Linked DNA regions of Sus scrofa: region 2 is linked to region 1. The links are chromatin contacts, called in public Hi-C maps. All regions are on one chromosome and are shown on one strand. The core of a region is the stretch at or near the end of the contact, and the rest is flanking DNA. Distances in the headings are between cores, read along the strand shown.

Region 1 (5,857 bases), core at 1,358-3,857:
TCGTTTCTGATGAGCCATGATGGGAACACCACATAGGTTTTTGTTTTGTTTTTTTTTTTTGCTTTTTTTTTTAAGGGCTGCGTGCGTCATAGCATATGGAAGTTCTCAGGCTAGGGGTCCAATCGGAGCTACAGCTGCCCGTCTACACCACAGCCGCAGCAACATGGGATCCCAGCCGCGTCTGAGACCTACACCACAGCTCATGGCAATGCCAGATCGCTAACCCACTGAGCAAGGCTAGAGATTGAACTTGCATCCTAATGGATATTAGTCGGATTTGTTTCCCCTGTGCCACAACCGGAACTCCCTATTTTTTTTTTAAGTAAAAAATGTATTGGAGGAGTTCCTGCTGTAGCTCAGTGGGTTAAGAACCTGGCATAATGCCCATGAAGAGTTCAATCCCTGGCCTTGTTCAGTGGGTTAAGGATCTGGTGTTGGTCGAGGATTTGGCTTGAATCCAGGATTGCTGTGGTGTAGGCTGCTAGCTACAGCTCAGATTCGACCCCTAGGCCGGGAACTTCTATATATCACAGGTCTAGCCCTAAAAAGGGGGGTGAAATTTGGAGTTTCCTGGTGGCCCAGGGGGTTAAGGATCCAGACTTGTCACTGCTTCAGCTTGGGAGAAGCTGTGGTACAGGTTCTATCCCTGTCTCCAAACTTCCACATGCAGCCATGAGGCCAAATCCAACCCCCGAAACCCGTATTAGCATTTCATGTCTCTGCTCAGCCCTCCAATACCTTCCCATTGCATCATAAAATCCCATGTACCCACCATAGTCTATGATGTCCTGCCTGAACTGATCTTGCTTGGCCTTTCCAACCTCATTGCCTGCCATTCTCCCCATCACCAGTAAGCTCCAGTCATCTTCTCCTGGTCCTTGAATAAGTTCTTTGCTAGCACATTACTCAGCTAGGTACGTCTGGTTTATTCTGATATTTTTTTCCTCATTTGTGTCTTTGCTAGTGGTTCGTTTCCCCACTCCAGATTGTAAACTCTTTAATGACAAGGATGTCTGTTTTATCTACTAGTATATGTGCAGCAAAAGCCTTGGCATAAAATGAGCATTCATTTTTTGAATGCATGAATGTATATTTAAACTGAAGAGCAGTGCAAAAACAAAAATGGTATGCCAGACTCCTTAGAAGAATGAAGGGATCAGAGTTCCCATAGTGGCTCAGTGGTTGGAGAATCCGACTAGGAGCCATGACGTTGAGGGTTAGATCCCTGGCCTTGCTCAGTGGGTTGGGGATCCGGTGTTGCCGTGAGTTGCGGTGTAGGTGGCAGACACGACTCAGATCCCATGTTGCTGTGGCTGTGGTGTAGGCCAGCAGCTACAGCTCCAATTGGACCCCTAGCCTGGGAACCTCCATATGCCGCAGGAGTGGCCCTGGAAAAGGCAAAAAGTCAAAAAGTCAAAAAGTCAAAAAAAAAAAAAGAATGAAGGGATCAGTGGCAGAGAAATAAGACTAGGACGATAACTCGAAGCCTAATGGTGAAAGGGCCTGGAATCTGTGAACATGGATCTGTGACAGTGTAAGGGAGGATTGTGAATTTGGTGGGATGAAGATGGCAAGATATAAAGACAGGAAGGGGAAGTTCCCTCATGGCTCAGGGGATTAAAGATCTGGTGCTGTCACTGCTGTAGCTATGGTCAGAGCTGGGGCATGGGTCCCACCTCTGGCCTAGGGAACTTCTTCAAGCCACAGGAATGGCCAAAAAAAAAAAAAAAAAAAGAAAGAAAAAGAAAAAGAAGACAAGGGAGAGCAAATTGCTGCATCAGTTCAGGTAGGAGACAGCTTTTCCTTGTGACAGTTACTGCTGTTCACTCTGGGCTGTCACAGCACTTTGTACTCTCCTTTATGTTTGCAGGTTCTCCATCTTAGTGTGTGGACCTGGGCTCCAAAGGGACTGAGGCTGGAATTGTGTTTTGTTTATATGCCTAGCATCTAGCATAGCATAAATAAAGCAACTGTCACCATGCATTTGATGGAAGAGATAACCAAAGGCATCAGTTTAATGGTTGAAGTACAGTTCAGGCTTTGGAGTGAGAATTTGTGAGTTCAATTTGAGACTCTGCTTTTATTAGCTACTTAACTTGCTTAATCTCACAGATTTCCTTTAAATCGTTAAAATGATTTACCGTAGGTTTAGAAAAATTTCTGGCAGATAGTAAGGGCTCAATTATTACTATTATTATTAACTGCCTATTCACAGTCATAACCCAATCGGTCTCCCTTGTCCTCAGATTTTTCCTGCTGGGGTCCAACGGGATATCTATGGAGTGTTGCTGTCCCACGAGTTATTACCTTCCTGATAGCACGACAAAGACACCAACCAAAAATGGCGACCTCTAAGCCATCCGAGGACGTCAATGCTGGTCATGATAGCGATATACACAGCAGGCAGAGTCGGAAAGAAATAGCTAGGGCAGGGTTCGTACCGCCAGAATACAAAGCGCATAGTTTGCTTACACTGCCCATTAACCACAAGCCGAAAAAACCTAACCACCAGAACTGAGCTACAGCGCAGAACGGCGACCACGTGTCGGAGAGCAGTCTGCGCCTGCGCAAAGCAGGCGCGCGCCCGCCAGCCGGAAGAGCCGCGCGTTTCCGGGTTGGAGGCGGGGAGCGGTGCCGGAAGTACTCGGGGAGGGCCGAGCAGTCGGACCGGCTGCTGAGACGAACGCTTCACTGGGGCAGTCTCCGCATATCATGGGGAGATAGACGCTGCTGCCTGTGAGTCTTGGGCCCTGGCAGTTGAGGAATAAGAGCGGGAGGAGGGAGTCAGGACCCAGACCACAGTGGTCAGTGTTCGAAGAGCCAAATTGTGAAGGAGACTGGGCTGTGTGAGGAATCAGGCTCGTGGGACGGGACTGAGGGGCTCGGGGATCGGAGAAGACGCGGCTGTGGGGACCTGGGCTCCAGACGGGACTTAGGGAACCGGGATGGATGTGAGTTCTCCCGCACGCAAGGGAAAGCGAGTTGAGAGAGATAGGATTATGAGGATCCGTGCTTCTAAGAGGAGAGGGTCGGAACTGAACGGGGTGTGAAGACACGGACTCCTGAGAGGTAAAAGCGAAGCTGTTAGGACTTGGGCTCTTAAGCGGCAGAAGCGGAACAGTGAAGACCCAGGCTTCTAACGATTCAGAAACAGGGCAGCGAAGACAGGTTCCTGAGAGGCAGGAGCGGTAAGAGAACATTTGGGTTTGGGAAGAACAGGAGCGGGCAGTGAAGACGCGCTTCTTTGGGGACCGGATCGGGGCTTGCAGACTCCGAAGTACCTGAGGGAACAGGACTATGAGGACCTGAGATCCTAAAAGCGGAGAGTGTAAGGGGCTGTGTCTGTAAGTAGATCAGCCTCCAAGGGAAGGGGAGAGAGTTTGAAAAAGACATAGTGATCCTTCCCCCATCCCCTCATATTCTCTGAACCGGGAATGGTAAAGGATGTATTCAGGGGAAGACGACTCCTTCACGCTGCCTATTTGGCTTTTGGCAGGCTTATCGTGTCAGAACGATCTAGGAAGCCAAGCATCTTCGTTTTCTGCTCCTTCAGGAGTAGCACTGGTGTGAAGTTAAAGCAGTTTGAACTCAGTTGTGTACTTTATAAGTGCTTTAAATCCCATTCCACTCAACTCCGATATTTAGCATAGATCTCTGCATTTCAAAGAAGAGAATGACAGAGATGGAGAGACCCCGGAAATATCAGGCGTCCCCCCACACCCCCGGGCTTGCAGCGGCTTTATGTAGGAGGATATCTGTTTCTCTGTTCCCAGACCAGGGTTTGGAACAGCAGCGGTGAAAGCACCAAGTACTAACCACTAGACCACCAGGGAACTCCCAAGATCATCTTTTATAAACTCATATTTTACCTCTAAGGAGGCTAAAGTCCAAACAGGGCTTAGGGTTACACTGAGTCAATGATTGATTAGATGGAAATTTTGTTACAGTACCCTGCTCTGCATAGCAAATGGGAGAGGCTCGGTTAATACTCCTTGAAAACATGCTTCTAGAATCTTTGCTCTAACTTCAAACTCAAGAGGGAAATTTTTACAGATTTAAGTACTTTGAGTCTTGTTACTGTATTGACATTGATGCAGTGAATGTCACTTACCAGTTAGGAAACCATTAAATGAAGCCCCTTCCCTCTCAAAAATAGTCATTTAGAAAGTTCATATAGGTAAGTTGTATCCTGTATTTTTAGCATAAGCATTTACTGGAAATAGCCGCTTTCAGATAAGGATGGTGGAGAGACTTGGACTAGTCACTTCCCTTCTTCAATAATACCTTTTACTGAAACTTACTCAGACTAACCAAACACCATCATAAGCACTTTCAAGTATTAAATCATTTAATTACTGCTTACTGCCCCACCAGTTAGATATTGTTAATCCCATGGCACAGATAAGGAAATCAGTGCAGAGACGTTAAATGTTTCCCTGAAATCACATGGTACTAAGTGGCCCAGACCCAGTCAAACTCAGGTGTTTGAAGTTTTTTCTGCTTTTCTAAGTGGATTCCTCGCCTTGTCTCAGTTTGCCCATCAGCAAAATTGCATCCTCATCTATCTTTGGAAAATGTGCTACTTATTTCACTCATTTGTGGCTCTAGCATTGATTGAATTATTATAATAGGATTTCTAAGAATGTACCTGATAGAGAATCATTGTGTTAGAGTGGATATGAACATAGAACATATTACTTTTAGGTCCCGGGGAGGCGGGTGCTGCTTTCATGGCATGCAGAAATTCCCAAACCAAGGATCAGACTTTCACTGCAGCAGTGGCAATGCCAAATCCTTAACCACTAGGCCACAAAGAAACTCCAGAACATGTTATCCCTCCCCCCCCCCCCCCCCCCCGCCACAGCTGCACCAAGGCATGTTTAAGTTCCCAGGCCAGGGATCAAACCCATGCTGCAGTTGCGAACTATGCTGCAATTGCAGCAACGCAGATCCTTTAACCCACTGTACTGGACCTGGGATCAAACCTGCCACAGGTTCATGAATTCAAAGAACATAGTACTTTTTACTCAAGGTGTTTGGGGGAAGTCCCTAAGTACTTTGGAAACAATATATCGGCTGTGTTTACAACCAGTACCATGAAACAGGTGTGTTGGAAGCAGAAGACAAACTTTAAAATCAATACATACCTGTCGTGGTGCAGTGGTTAACACATCCAACTAGGAACCATGAGGTTGCGGGTTTGACCCCTGGCCTTGCTCAGTGAGTTAAGGATCCCCCGTTGCCATGAACTGTGGTATAGGTCAAAGACGCAGCTCGGACCCCCAGTTGCTGTGGCTGTGGCGTAGGCCAGCATCTACAGCTGCGATTAGACTCCTAGCCTGGGAACCTCCATATGTGCCAGGAGTGGCTCTAGAAAAGGCAAAAAGACCCAAAAAAAAAAAAAAAAAAAAAAAAAAAACAGTACATACAGACTTAATTTTAAATCTTAGATACTAGTTGTTGGAGTTGGAGGGAACTTTAGAATTTGCCTGGTCCTTCTAATTATGTAGAAATTCTGGTTAAAAGGAGCTCACATAACCCAGTGGTAGAACTAGGATAGCACTCAGCCCAGCTGACTTGAGTCTTTTTTTTTTCTTTTTTTGCCACACTCATTGCATGTGGAGGTTCCCAGGCCAGAGATCAAACCCCAGCCATCGCAGCACCCCAAACCACTGCAGCGATAACACTGGATCCTTAGCTGGCTGTGCCACAAGAGAACTCCACTGTTCTTTTTTTAATGTCTGTAGTAATAAGAATGGTTATAGGATGTCACCAATACATAGCAAGATGGGTGAAACCTTTTAGGTTTTTTTTTTTTTTTTTTTTCTTTTTTAATGGCCACAGCAATGCCAGATCC
Region 2 (5,857 bases), core at 2,115-4,614, 450 kb before region 1:
AGGACACTGAGCCAGCTGAGACAGCCAGAGGAAACGGTGGAAGAAGAGAGATTCAGTCCTGGCACAGCATCTCCCTGCCTCTGACGGCAGGAAAACCCTGGGGAGACAGGAGGGCTGACTTGAAGGTAAGCTGGCACCCTGAGAGGGAAGAAAGCTTTCCCTGTGCCCCTGACCCTCTGCAGCGTGCAGGCACTTCCACATGCATCTTCATTTGATTTTTACAACTTGCCTATGTCACAGGTTTTTTTGGGGGGGTTTTTGTTTTATCTTTTTAGGACTGTACCCGGAGCATGTGGAAGGTCCCAGGCTAGGGGTCAAATTGGAGCTACAGCTGCCAGCCTACACCACAGCCACAACAACATGGGATCCGAGCCATGTCTGCGAACTTCACCATAGCTCACAGCAATGCCAGATCCTTAACCCACTGAGCGAGGCAAGGGATCAAACCAGCGTCCTCATGGACACTAGTCAGGTTCGTTACTGCTGAGCCACAACAGGAACTGCTGTCATAGAAATTTTAATATCCCCACTTTTCAGAAAAGGAAGATGCAGAGAGAGGAGGTGACATGGTCACCAGCAGGAAGCAAGCCGGCACCAGAAGCCAGGTCCCCTGACCCTATCTGGTCACCATACCAGTCAATCCCAATCCCTTTGGCCCCACAGTTGGCCTTGGCTCCCTCTTTTCTCAGGTCTCCTTGATTTTGTTCAGTGATAATTGACTGAGTCAGAAGAATTCAAATTTCCCTGAGTCTGTTTCTTTGAGAGGCATGAAAAAGGAAGAATCAGGAAGCCATTGAGGTAGTCCAGGTGAGAACTCATTCATTTATTCATTTAGTAAATAGTTGAACACCCATTATGTAAAAAGTATACAGCAGGAGACAAAAGACATGTCCCCTGATACCAAAGAGTTTACATTCTAGTGGAGGAGAAAAACAGTGAATAAGTGAATAAATGAGGTAATTACAGCGTGTGGCAAGTGCTATGAAAGAAAAAAAATAACAATATCATAGTGATGAGGGTACTCAGAGAAGGTGGGCAAAGAAGGTCTAAATCCTGAGTAAGAAGTCATCCATATTCCAGGCAGAGGGAGCAGCATGTTTAATTTTAAAGCCTTGATGTGTAAACAATATGACCAAGCCTTAACTAGCTTAGTTAAGTGGGAGTAGAGAGAAGTGAATGGATTCTTGAGTATTTAGAAGTGAGAATCAACTGGACAGAATGCATGTGGTGCTTGAAGTTTGAACTTGGGCACCTTGCTAGAAAGAGATGCCACTCCCTGAGTTAGGGAGCTCCAGAGGAGAAGCAGGTTTTGGAGACAGACATTTCCTCTCAAGGAAGGGGGGTGCTCTTTCCCCAGGTTGACCAGATTATGTAACAATCAAGGTCAGCATCAGTTCTTCATAGTAACTATGATCCTCACACTTTTCTAAATACCAAATGGAGCAAAGATTGCAACATAAAAATAAGTCTTAGGAGGTCCCTCGTGGCCTAGTAGTTAAAGATCTGGCATTGTCACTACTATGCCACAGGTTCCATCACTGGCCCAGAAACTTGTGCATGCCTCGGGCATAGCAGAAAAAAAAGTCCTAGAAGTAACAATATACAAATGACTGGTTTTTTTAAAAAAAAATTTTTTTTTACCTAAGTGAGGAAGGCCTTTCAAACTACAATGCAAAATCCAGAATCAAAGAAAAATAAAGGATGGATAAATTCAATCCATAAACATCCTTTGTTTTTGCAAGGCAAACTCACACTGAGGAAAAGTTCGCAACTCATTTGACAGAGCTCATTTTCCTAATTATATAATAAATCAATAAGAAAAACAGGCAAAAAATATAAACAGACACAAAAAGGAAAATGTCTCTTACACATAGGAAATAAGACTCACTCAAGGTAATTACAAACTATCCTGAGACACCATTTTTCAGCTATCAGATTGATGTTTGATAATGTGATGATGAGATGGAGAAACAGATACTTATGGAAAATCGAGCAAATCTATCAAAACTGCCCTCCCACACCCTTTGATCCAACTATCTTATCTCTAGGAATAGATCCTACATATATATATGTATACAAAACTACTCACTGAAGCAGTTATAACCAAAGGTTTGAATCTATTTCAATGTCCTTTCCTAGGCACTGATTACACAAATCAGTGTATAAAATGGCATATTATAAACCATAAAAATAATCCTGAGGAAGCTCCTTTTGTACTCTTACAGAATGAGTTTCAAATTATATTAAATGCAGAACCATACGTGTGGTACACCACAAGTTGCTTTACATGTGTAAAATACCTCAAAGAACATTTACGAAATTGATTATATTGTGTGGGCCTCTCAGGGAGTGGAGGGTGGGGAACTAGGCTGCCAGAGGACAGAGATGGGAAGACTTTTCACTGTATATCATTTGAACCAGTTAATGAATTACCTTTCAAAATATAATTTCTGAAGTAAATAAAAACAGCAAAGAAACAAAACTCCTTTGTGATTCTAGATAAACTGGGTAGGAGAGAAGGGAACCAATATTTACTGAGCTCCTACCACGTCCCAGATACTGAAGCCCTTCCACATACTCTCTTAGTTACCCTGGTAGTCCACTGAGATGGGATAAATTATTCTAATTTTACAAGTCAGAAAATAGATTAAATTGGTAATTTAATAATTTAGCCAGTGACAAGCCTAATCTAGCTCCAAAGTTCTAGTCTCTACTTTGCACACTGCTTCCACTGAAGCAAACTGTCCTATTTTTAAAATAATATTGCTATTATTTATTGGGCACTTACGAGGTGCTAGGAACAACTCTGGAAGGCTGGAATTACTAATCCCCCTTTTACAGAGAAGACGAAGCCGAAAGGCGCGTAATGAGCTCAAGGTCACAGACAATTAGAAGCCAGGTTTAATTCCAAATCTGCTCTAGAGTCGATACAGCTCCGGGTTCAAGGGACAAAAGCAGCAATGCTCTCAGGGCTGGAAGGAGGGGGACGTGGACACTTCCGGGGGAGGGGCGAAGCCCGCGGGCTGCGCCAAGCGGCGCAGGCCCCTCGCGCCAAGCTCGCGAGAGGATGTACCCCCGCGCCGCCTGTCGATCACCTGGTCCCGCCCTGCGCCGGCGCGCCTCCGGACAGGCCCCGCCTCCACCTCCGGCAGGGCGGGAAGAAGGCGCGTTCCCCCCCCCGTTACTCTCCGCGGGCGGGCGGGGGAGGCGCGTGCTCGCGAGCTGCGTGCTCGCGTACGTCGCCGGGTTCGGCTGCGTCCGTCCCGCCGCCCGCCCGTTGCCGCCGCCGTCGCCGCGCTCTCGCTTCGCCGGCCGCCGCCTAAGGGGCTGGGGCCGGGCCAAGCCGCCGCCGCAGTTGCCGGGATGCCGCGGGTGTACATCGGCCGCCTGAGCTATCAGGCCCGGGAGCGCGATGTGGAGCGCTTCTTTAAGGGCTACGGGAAGATCCTAGAGGTGGATCTGAAGAACGGGTGAGGAGGGCGGAGGAGGGGCTGGCTGGGTGGGGATGGGACCCTGGCGGTGGCGGGGAGGCCTCGGTGACGGGAGAGGGACGCCTACCCCGCGCAGAGCGCCTACCGGCCTGCTCCCGCTCCGCCATAGTCGCGGCGCCTCGGGGGCGCGGGTAGGCCCCGGTTCCCACTGCGCCTGCGCGGGTGGGGGTGGTGGAGGGATAATGGGAGCGATGGTGAGGCTCTGAGTGGGACGGGGAAAAGGAAAACCCGAGTGGGATTGGGACTCCGGGCGGGAGGGCACAGCTCCAGGACAGCTGGGGAGGCCTGGCTTTTTCCTTCCCAGGGCCTGGTCGATCTCCGGTAGAGACAGACCTTTCCCGCTCTAAGGGCTGCTGGAAATAAACAGATTTCCTGCTCCCTTTTCATTTCTTACCCAGTTTAATGGATCAGATGATCACAGCGCATTTCTCCCAGGGACGGGAGCTCTGAAGGGACACCCTTTTTAGACTTGCCCTGTGCTACACTTTTTTGAGCGGGAGACTCTGGTTTGAGTAGTCTAGTGACAGTTTCGAAAGTATCGGCGTGTGTGGTGCCGAAAGCCTTCACCGTTCCCTCTACAAGGATAAATTAGAGTCTTAGCATGCTATCTTTAAGACTGCGTACGAAGTTTCCATGCTGTGGTTTCCGTTCTCTAACTTGGCAAAAAAATTGCTTTGTCTTTGTAGAATTTGTTAGAGAATAATGGCCCCGGTAACTAGTTAACTAGTTGATGTAAACGGAGACTTACAGCTTGAAACTGCTAACTTGCTACCTATCCGGGTGTGTTCTGTTGCTTGTATTCCTAATTGACTTTGGTAGAGCAGGGCCCACAGGGGCTACAAGTTTCTGGGAAAACAGATTAGGAGTCAGGCCTGGAGAAGATAATCAACAAGGGGAAACTGTGAGAACCAGAAAATGTTAGCGGGTATACAAAGGCATGGATATACAAAAATAAAAGGAGTAAGGGGGACATTTTAGTGTACTAAACCTTGGGTGTTAAGAGGAACTCTGGCTTTTTTTTTTTTTTTTTTTTTAAGACCTGCTTTGCAACAAGTTTGTTATGGGTACAGTTTACTCCCAATGTAATGCTAGCAACTAACATTTGAGAAGTTAAGAAAAATACCTGAGTTGCACATTTGAAAAAAACTGGAAGCTACAGTATACTCAAACTGTTGCCTAGGTTTAAAAAGTTATTTCAAATTAATTGTTAGGCAGAATCACCTTCTTGCTAAGGAAAGTGTCATCAAGTGTTTATTATGAATACTGATTTCTTTTAGAGTAGAAGTCTTCGGAAATTACTTGTTTTGTACGGAAATTACTTGTTTCAGTTCTTATACTAGATAAAGTGGGCCGGAGGTTGTTATTGTGATATGTATCATATATCTGAATGATCGAGAATGGAGTTTAAACTTACAGATTTTCTTTAGAGCCCAATTAAGTTGTCGGGATAATTAAATTTGGTAAGGAAAGCTTAGGTTTTGAAATCAGGCAGGCCTGGGTCAAATCTTAGCTTCACCACTTACTATCTGTGGGCCAGTTATTTCTCTGATTCTGAGTTTCCTCATCCACAAGGAAAAGGAAGATTAGAGGTAATAATTGTAAAGCATTTGGCTCATTGCTGTAAATGGTAGCTATAATCAAAGGGATTTGACCATGATCATAAGGAGACACATCTTAGCTTGTTGAGTGTTTAATAGTGTGAAGCATATTTGGTGAAGTCTGTTTTCTAAGGTTCCTCAGGTAATGATTGAAGTCTGTTTTCTAAGGTTACTTAGGAAATGATTGTTGATGTTAATGGGAAAAGTAATTAATGGATCATCTGTGTTGCTAACGAATGTGCCTGCTATTGTGCTAAATGAATTGGGGAGGAGGCAGAAAAACAGTTCTGCTCTTGTGTAAATTAAGTGCTTATAACACACACTTTAAATTAAGAAATTCTTGCCCTCAGTGTAAACTCAGTAAGTGGAACTTAGAATAGTTTGTTTGAAAAGATTTGTTTGAAATGGGCTTTGAAGTACAGTTTGACTGGGGCTTGAAGCGAAGTGTCTGGGAATAGTGTATGTCATAACTGGTGATGGTCGAATAAGGAACAATTTTGAGAAACAATAAAACAGTCCAGCTTGGATTGAGTCTCATGAATGACCTAGAAGCTGAACAACATAAATCAGAAGTAACTTTTAAGATTTTACACTAAACATTCAAAATTATGGATAGGAGTTCAGATGCTCTGGAGGGAGTAATTGAGCAACCTGAGAAATGGTGATGTAAGAGGAAGGACCAATCCTTCCAGGACCCTGAATACGTGGGTCTCTTGGGGAAGTGATTCATTTTTACAGTTCTGCTGCTAAACCATGATATGCATGAAA

The links. A called contact is a pair of places that touch in the nucleus more often than the background predicts.
Region 2: a Hi-C map of subcutaneous adipose tissue shows a contact between it and region 1, with 1.9 times the contacts expected there. The contact joins the promoter of SRSF4 here to the promoter of TAF12 in region 1. A contact is called at or near these places in 2 of 5 promoter capture datasets (fetal liver and liver), 4 of 47 Hi-C or Micro-C datasets (embryonic fibroblasts, heart right ventricle, retroperitoneal adipose tissue and 1 more) and 1 of 2 datasets of contacts at active chromatin or transcription factors (alveolar macrophages).

Annotation. Positions count from the first base shown.
Region 1 is chr6:85,639,837-85,645,693 of Sscrofa11.1, reverse strand. It overlaps TAF12 (transcription initiation factor TFIID subunit 12), which reads left to right and starts at 2,607. Exons shown (of 6, transcript XM_021095678.1): 1 at 2,607-2,736. LOC110261125 (a long non-coding RNA gene) reads right to left here and starts at 2,562. Exons shown (of 2, transcript XR_002344955.1): 1 at 2,308-2,562.
Region 2 is chr6:86,090,110-86,095,966 of Sscrofa11.1, reverse strand. It overlaps SRSF4 (serine and arginine rich splicing factor 4), which reads left to right and starts at 3,364. Exons shown (of 6, transcript NM_001077216.1): 1 at 3,364-3,470. The coding sequence starts at 3,364. It also overlaps a transcript of MECR not described here.